Linked DNA regions of Mus musculus: region 2 is linked to region 1. The links are chromatin contacts, called in public HiChIP or PLAC-seq maps. All regions are on one chromosome and are shown on one strand. Each heading gives the region's core, a stretch centred on a gene start, on an enhancer-like site or on the middle of the called end of the contact. The rest is flanking DNA. Distances are from core to core; before and after follow the strand shown. Region 1 overlaps Mnat1 (menage a trois 1). Region 2 has its middle 17 kb from the start of Tmem30b.

The links. HiChIP or PLAC-seq counts read pairs in DNA pulled down with a chosen protein or histone mark.
Region 2: an H3K4me3 HiChIP or PLAC-seq map of craniofacial prominence shows a contact between it and region 1, with 4 times the contacts expected there. The contact joins two enhancer-like sites. A contact is called at or near these places in 5 of 484 Hi-C or Micro-C datasets (cardiomyocytes, embryonic stem cells, liver and 1 more) and 3 of 115 datasets of contacts at active chromatin or transcription factors (craniofacial prominence, embryonic stem cells and stem cell-derived neural progenitor cells).

The regions. Positions count from the first base shown.
Region 1 is chr12:73,222,432-73,225,533 of GRCm38.p6, forward strand. All of the region lies in intron 7 of Mnat1 (menage a trois 1), which reads left to right. Among named protein-coding and RNA genes, the nearest start is that of Trmt5, 63 kb to the right of the region's middle. Within about 2 kb of position 1,615, at least 9 of the 459 cell types and tissues checked have an H3K27ac peak or open chromatin away from gene starts, as enhancers often do. A contact at or near this core is called in craniofacial prominence, where this site is marked.
Region 2 is chr12:73,528,052-73,531,153 of GRCm38.p6, forward strand. No RefSeq gene overlaps it. Among named protein-coding and RNA genes, the nearest start is that of Tmem30b, 17 kb to the right of the region's middle. Within about 2 kb of position 1,475, at least 21 of the 459 cell types and tissues checked have an H3K27ac peak or open chromatin away from gene starts, as enhancers often do. A contact at or near this core is called in craniofacial prominence, where this site is marked.

The DNA of each region.
Region 1 (3,102 bases), core at 365-2,864:
ATCCATTATCTGTACTATCTCTAGAGCTTTTTGTTTTGTAATACAGAAACTGTATTAGATATGACATCTTAATCCTCCTTCCTTCCCAGTGCCTTTTTGTCTCCTAGATCTGACAACTCTAAATGTCTCATAAAATGGAACCACATAGGATCTCTCTTTAGTGAATGTTGTAAACTAGGCAGTAGAACTAAGCTCCTATCACATAGCATCATATCCTCAAATGTGAGTCCTGTTGAAGAGTGTAACAGGCCATTTCAGGTTAAATAACGGCATGCAGTATTTCATACCACTTTTATTCCTCCATTCAGCTCTCTGTGGACATATGAATGGTATCTATCTCTTGGCTATGAAGAATAGTTTGGCTGTGAGGCTGGGTGTTCCACTAGGGTGTTCACAAACAGGGACCTGCTTTTACTGCTTTTAGATAGAGATCCAAAACAAGTAAGGTTGCAGGGTCACTGGATAGTTCAGTTTTAGTTTTTGTATAAGGAACCTCCACACTGTTCTCCAACAAAGCTGAATTGTTTTTCCCTAAGTAGGAATAGAGTACCAGCATTCCATTTTTTCTTATTTCTCTACAAACACTCTGCTTAAATGGTAACTGTATTAGTATATGTAGATGGGCACTCATTGTAGTTGAGCAGTGGGCATTTCCTAGGTGACTAGTGATGTTGAGTATCTTTAAGTATTTAGCGGGCATGTATATATCTTCTTGAAAAAACATTTTATTATTATGTGTTCACACATGTGTGCGTGTATGCCTGCTTCCTTATGCTTTTCTAGATTGTTGCTTAAAGTAGTATTTTTGAAAGGCTGAATTCAGTTCTTAAATTTGTTTTAAATGGATTAGTTCAGGTTTCTGTTAATGAAATAATTAATTGATAGCAATCTAAAATGCCTTAAAACAGTATCACGTAAAATAAGATATTCTTTAGCAGCTTCATTAAAGAATAATGTACACATTCCTGCTTTGCATCTACGTTCCCATGAGTGCTGACAAAGGCATAGCATGCGCAGCCACAGCCACAGCCACAGTCACAGCAGTGACTGTTTGTGTCATCTGCCATCACTGTCACTGTGCTTTTTCCTAGAAAAAAAGAATTATAACTATTGATTATATTTGAAATTCTGCAAGGGAGAGTATGGCATGATATGTATACTTTGGTAAAGAGCTTTGCCTGTTGAAAGTAATATGTGACTTGCTTGCTTAACAACAGACAAACAGTGTTTTATGTTTACTTCTTATGCTAGTCATTTAAGTTAATATAGTAGTTTTACAGAGCTTAGCATCTTAAAAGCAAAGAAAAAACCCTAGGCAAACACAAACATCACAAATTACAGTTTTTATATGTATTAACATAATCTATACTATACTTGGTTATAATTGTTGAAGTATTTCTAAGCTAGCTTGGGCTCTCTCTCTCTCTCTCTCTCTCTCTCTCGTTCTCTCTCCCCCGCCCTCTTGTTTCACTCACTCATTTCTGTTTTTGTTGGTATTTGAATTAAAAGTCAGCTTAGAAATGAGCGTGAACCTTGTGCTCTAGCTGCTGCTCTGGCTGTAGTCTGGTATGCTTTAAGTCTCTTTTTATGCAATCATGGAAAAATATGTTTCCGCTTGAAGCAGTTGTCAAACAAGCGTCTTTCATCACCAGTCAGACCCAGGGCAGCTGAATGAAGCTGTTTAGTCTAGAGCAAATGCTCACGAGACTGTAGGTCACTGAGGAAATGTAATTATGCAGTCTGTCTCAGAGTCAGAGTTTTGTAGTTAAGACTTTAACAATATTAAATCATAATACTAATTAAAATATGTAATGAGATATATTCTAAAATTAATCTCAGAAAAGCAGCTCCAAATATAATAAATTGTCACAGTGATATACAGTTGGCTTTATTTTTTTTAATAGGACTCCAAAGAGCAAGGTCAGTTTACTGTTGGAATTTGGCTATTTATTCTTCCCAAATCACTCTACAATTTGTTAGACCCTATAGACCGTATATAAGGTTGTCTCCATTGAAAAATGAAACTTTTTAGTCTTTTCAGGGTTTTAAGAAACTGAATTTTTAGTAATATCGTTGTTTTGTTTCTCATGTGCCTATCACTCAGCAGGTCTTTATGGTGTATTTACTGTGGGACAGTTACACTTTTGGGTGCCGAGAAAATACCAGGGAACAAAACAGAAGAAAATGCCTCTTAATATTCTGGCCTAAAATAACAATAACAATACATTCTCAAATGTGCTAGTGGTCAGTTTAGCCAGAATTCTCTAAGTGACAAAAACCCAATAGAGTACAGTGGTATTTAAGATGGAGTCTGCTCTGGGAATTGGCTCATCTGATGATGGACACCATGAGTTGTGTGCCAGAGGAACCAGAGTGCTGGTGATAGAACTCGGAGTCTTCAGACCAGGGAACAGTGGCCCTGATGCTGTGAGTCTTGGTGTGAGGCTGAAAGCCTGAGGATGAGCAGGTGGGCTGGAGGTGGAGGGCATACAGGGAGTCCCATCCTGTATCTCAGGACTTGGCAATCTGCAATACTGACGACTGAAGATAGTATGCGACTGTCTTAGCCCCAACCTAGAAAGACCATGTCCTTCTTTTGCCTTGTCTGTTTTTCTTCCTAGTTTGTCCCTCATTTGAGCTGGATATTGGGCAGGGGCGAATCTTCTCTATTTAGACTGGTGATTCAAATGCTCATTTCTTCTGGAAACACTTTAAGGGAAAGGAAAATCATTGATAAAATGGTAAAATTTGTATAATGACTACAAGGGCTTGCTTTGTATTCTAAAATATTTCAGAGTGGGAGATTCTTTTTCTGTATGTATTACTTTCTATTTGCTTGATGCTATTTTAGATAACATTTCAAAACTTATTACCACTCCTAGTTTCTGATCCCTGAATGTAATTTTTCTCTCCTTGTCCCTGCCTCCTTCTGTCTCCTCACACCACAACTTTGAACAGGTCCTCAGTATGTATTCCAAGCTGACCTCAAACTGGGAATCCTCCTGCCTCTGCCTCCTGTATGCTCATATCACAGGCTTGCAGCAACACATCAAACTTTTATTCTGTACTTCAGGAGCTCTATAACTTTGCTGTATAGCTGCC
Region 2 (3,102 bases), core at 225-2,724, 310 kb after region 1:
CACCTCATAACTTAGAGGTCATTGTACTCTGGGAGAGAAACACAACTGTGTGTGTTTAACTTCATTGTCCAGTCCTCTAACTCAGACTATCCAAGCAGGGACTGTTTTGGGAAAAACCTTTGGAGGGCAACTGTGTGTGTGTGTGTGTGTGTGTGTGTGTGTGTGTGTGTGGTCTGTGTGGTAAGTGTGTGTCTGTGTATGTGTGTGTACGGTGTGGTATGTGTGTGTGTGTGTGTGTGTGTGTGTGTGGTGTGGTATGTGTGTGTGTATGTGTGTGGTGTGTATGTGTGTGTGGTGTGTGGTATGGTGTGTGTGTGTGTGTGTGTGTGTGTGTGTGTGGTCTGTGTGGTAAGTGTGTGTCTGTGTATGTGTGTGTGTATGTGTGTGGTGTGTATGTGTGTGTGGTGTGTGGTATGGTGTGTGTGTGTGTGTGTGTGTGTGTGTGTGCACATGTACATGCACCCATGTGCACTTTCTGGAAAATGTCTCAGAACAGCATCCTTATTTTATTTAATCTCATATGCTAAAAGAATAAGTGCTCAGGCATTGTTTAAGCCAGTCCTTGCTCCTCACCTTATAACCGTGTACCAGGGGCCACGGGAACTAGATCAGCCTCTCAGGATGCCATTACAGCCAAGCAGAATCTCATTAAAAATCAATTCCTTGGGTCCATAAAGCTAGTTTATTTTATCTTCCTGGAGTGCGGGCTGCTAGCAGTTACATAGTTCCATTGTGTGGCAATCTTGTCTGTTAAGAACATCGAACAAAACAGCTATTTAAAGATTTCCCATTTTATGTTAAACTTTATAATCTTACAGTAGTTTAAGTTTTCAGGGTTTGCTTTCGAGCTCCAGGTATCTTGTTACATGTGTGAGAAGTAGCCTGCCGGCCCTGGGGCCCCATTAATTAAATATTTGCCTTTATAAACTAGATGTTGTCTGATGTGAAAGTGCAGATTTAATGGAGCAGCAGGGGTTCCAGAGCCCAGAGGTTCAATGTGTCCAGTTGCTGACAGTTCCCCATCCACCACTGCTTTCTGATGGCTGGGTGGCACGTAAAGTCTTTATCAGCAACCAGGCAAAGCTCAGGTAGAAAGTTTTCTTTTTGTTCTGATTCAATCCAAGTATCTCTAAACCCCCCTGGGGATACATACGCACTGGCTACATTTTATAAATGGGGAGTTGAAAGCACGTAGAGATTCCATGACCTGCCGGGGTCACACCCTGAATCAGCAACAGAGGTAGAAGAAATTGGAGAGGCCACTCTGTCCACATCTGGAACCTTTTAACTCTCTCAGCCCCTGTCAGTGGATTTAGAGGCTGGCAGATTTCAGAGGTCAGTGACCTTCTGGGGTAGTGCCTAGCAATGAAACATACGGGCTTGAATTCCTTAGAGGTTGGCTATTGGGCTCCGAGCTGCAGGCGCAGAGCATATGCCGCAAAGTCTGTGTTGTTTGTGCGGAGGGTAATGAAAGACGGAGAATGGAGTGTGGGTTCGGGTTGTAAGACGTTAAGAGCTGCACACACATCAAGGGCTCCTCTTCCCCTGCCACGGATTGTTGACTAGCAAAAGCACGTCTTTTTTTATTTATTTTTTTAACATATCAAACATCAATGTAACTTTTAAAAAGTCCTCAGTGGAAGGTCGCGGGGCATAGCTTACTGGGTAAGAGTGCTTGCTCTGAGAGAGTAAGGACTTGACTTTCACTGTCACTCAGGTAAAAGCTGGGCGTGGCGATACAGCAATAGGTGCAGGGGCAGGGGGTGGATCCTGAAAGCTTGTTGGCTAGCCTGCTTAACTCAGATAACAAGTTCACAGTTCAGTGAAACACCCAGTCTCAAGGCAATAAGATGAATAATGATATAGGAAGACATCCGAAGTCCTTCTCCGGCCCCGTCATGTGTGGGCTCGGCCATTCTTGTACTTACGCAGCAGACTTCCACAGAGTTCGCACCTGCACACGCATGCGCACAGACACACACTCGCCTCAGTGGAAGATAACAGCACCATCCTTCTGCTTTGAACGCTTACAATTTGACAATCGCATTTCTCAAGACGCCATTCCTGGAGCAACATCCTCCAAGATGTCTCCTGTGATCTGCAACATGGCAGTTGAGGGTAGAATAAACAAGAGGTCCTCATTCAAAAGGTTTGCGTTCTACACCCTTGCTACGTTTCCCGTACTTACAAAGCATGCTGTCACTTTAGCAAGTCTGAAAAGTCCTGCCATGAAAGAAAGAAATCTCATTTTATCTTGTTTGACCATGGACTTCGATTCAACAAAACAACTCTATACAGCCTCTCCTAAAAAATATATAAATAATTTCTGAAAACAAGTAATCTTTTAATATTAAAGAAAAATGTATACCAGTGTCTTAGGGTGTGTGTGTGTGTGTGTGTGTGTGTGTGTGTGTGTGTGTGTGTGTGTGTGTGTTTGCTTTGGTTTTTTGAGACAGGATTTCCTGGCTGTCCTGGGACTCTCTGTGTAGACCAGGCTGACCTTAAACTCCTCGAGATCCATCTGCCTTTACTTCCCAAGTGCTGGGATTAAAGTTATGTGCCACCACCGCTTGGCTTTAGTTAGGTTTTATTGCTTTGAAGAGACACCATGACCATGGAGCTCTTATAAAACATTTAACTGGGGCTGGCTTACAGTTCAGAGGTTTAGTCCGTTATCACCATGCCAAGAAGCATGGCAGCGTGCAGGCAGACATGGTGCTGGAGAAGGAGCTGAGAGTTCTGCACCTGGATCGGCAGGAAGGCAGGGGTGTGTGTGTGTGTGTGTGTGTGTGTGTGTGTGAGAGAGAGAGAGAGAGAGAGAGAGAGAGAGAGAGAGAGAGAGAGAGAGAGACTAGGAGAACTGGCTTGCACTTCTGAATCCTCAAAGCTGGTCCTAGTGACACACTTCACCCAACAAAGCCAGTCCCCATGGGCCTATGGGGGGGCATTTTCATTCAAACCACCACAACCAGCTATAGGAGCTTCTGTCTAAACTTTAGATTCTAGTTTGTTGGGGTTTTTTTGTTTGTTTGTTTGTTTGTTGTTGTTGTTGTTGTTGTTTTTTGGTTTTTTGAGACAGGGTTTCTCTGTATAGCCCTGGCT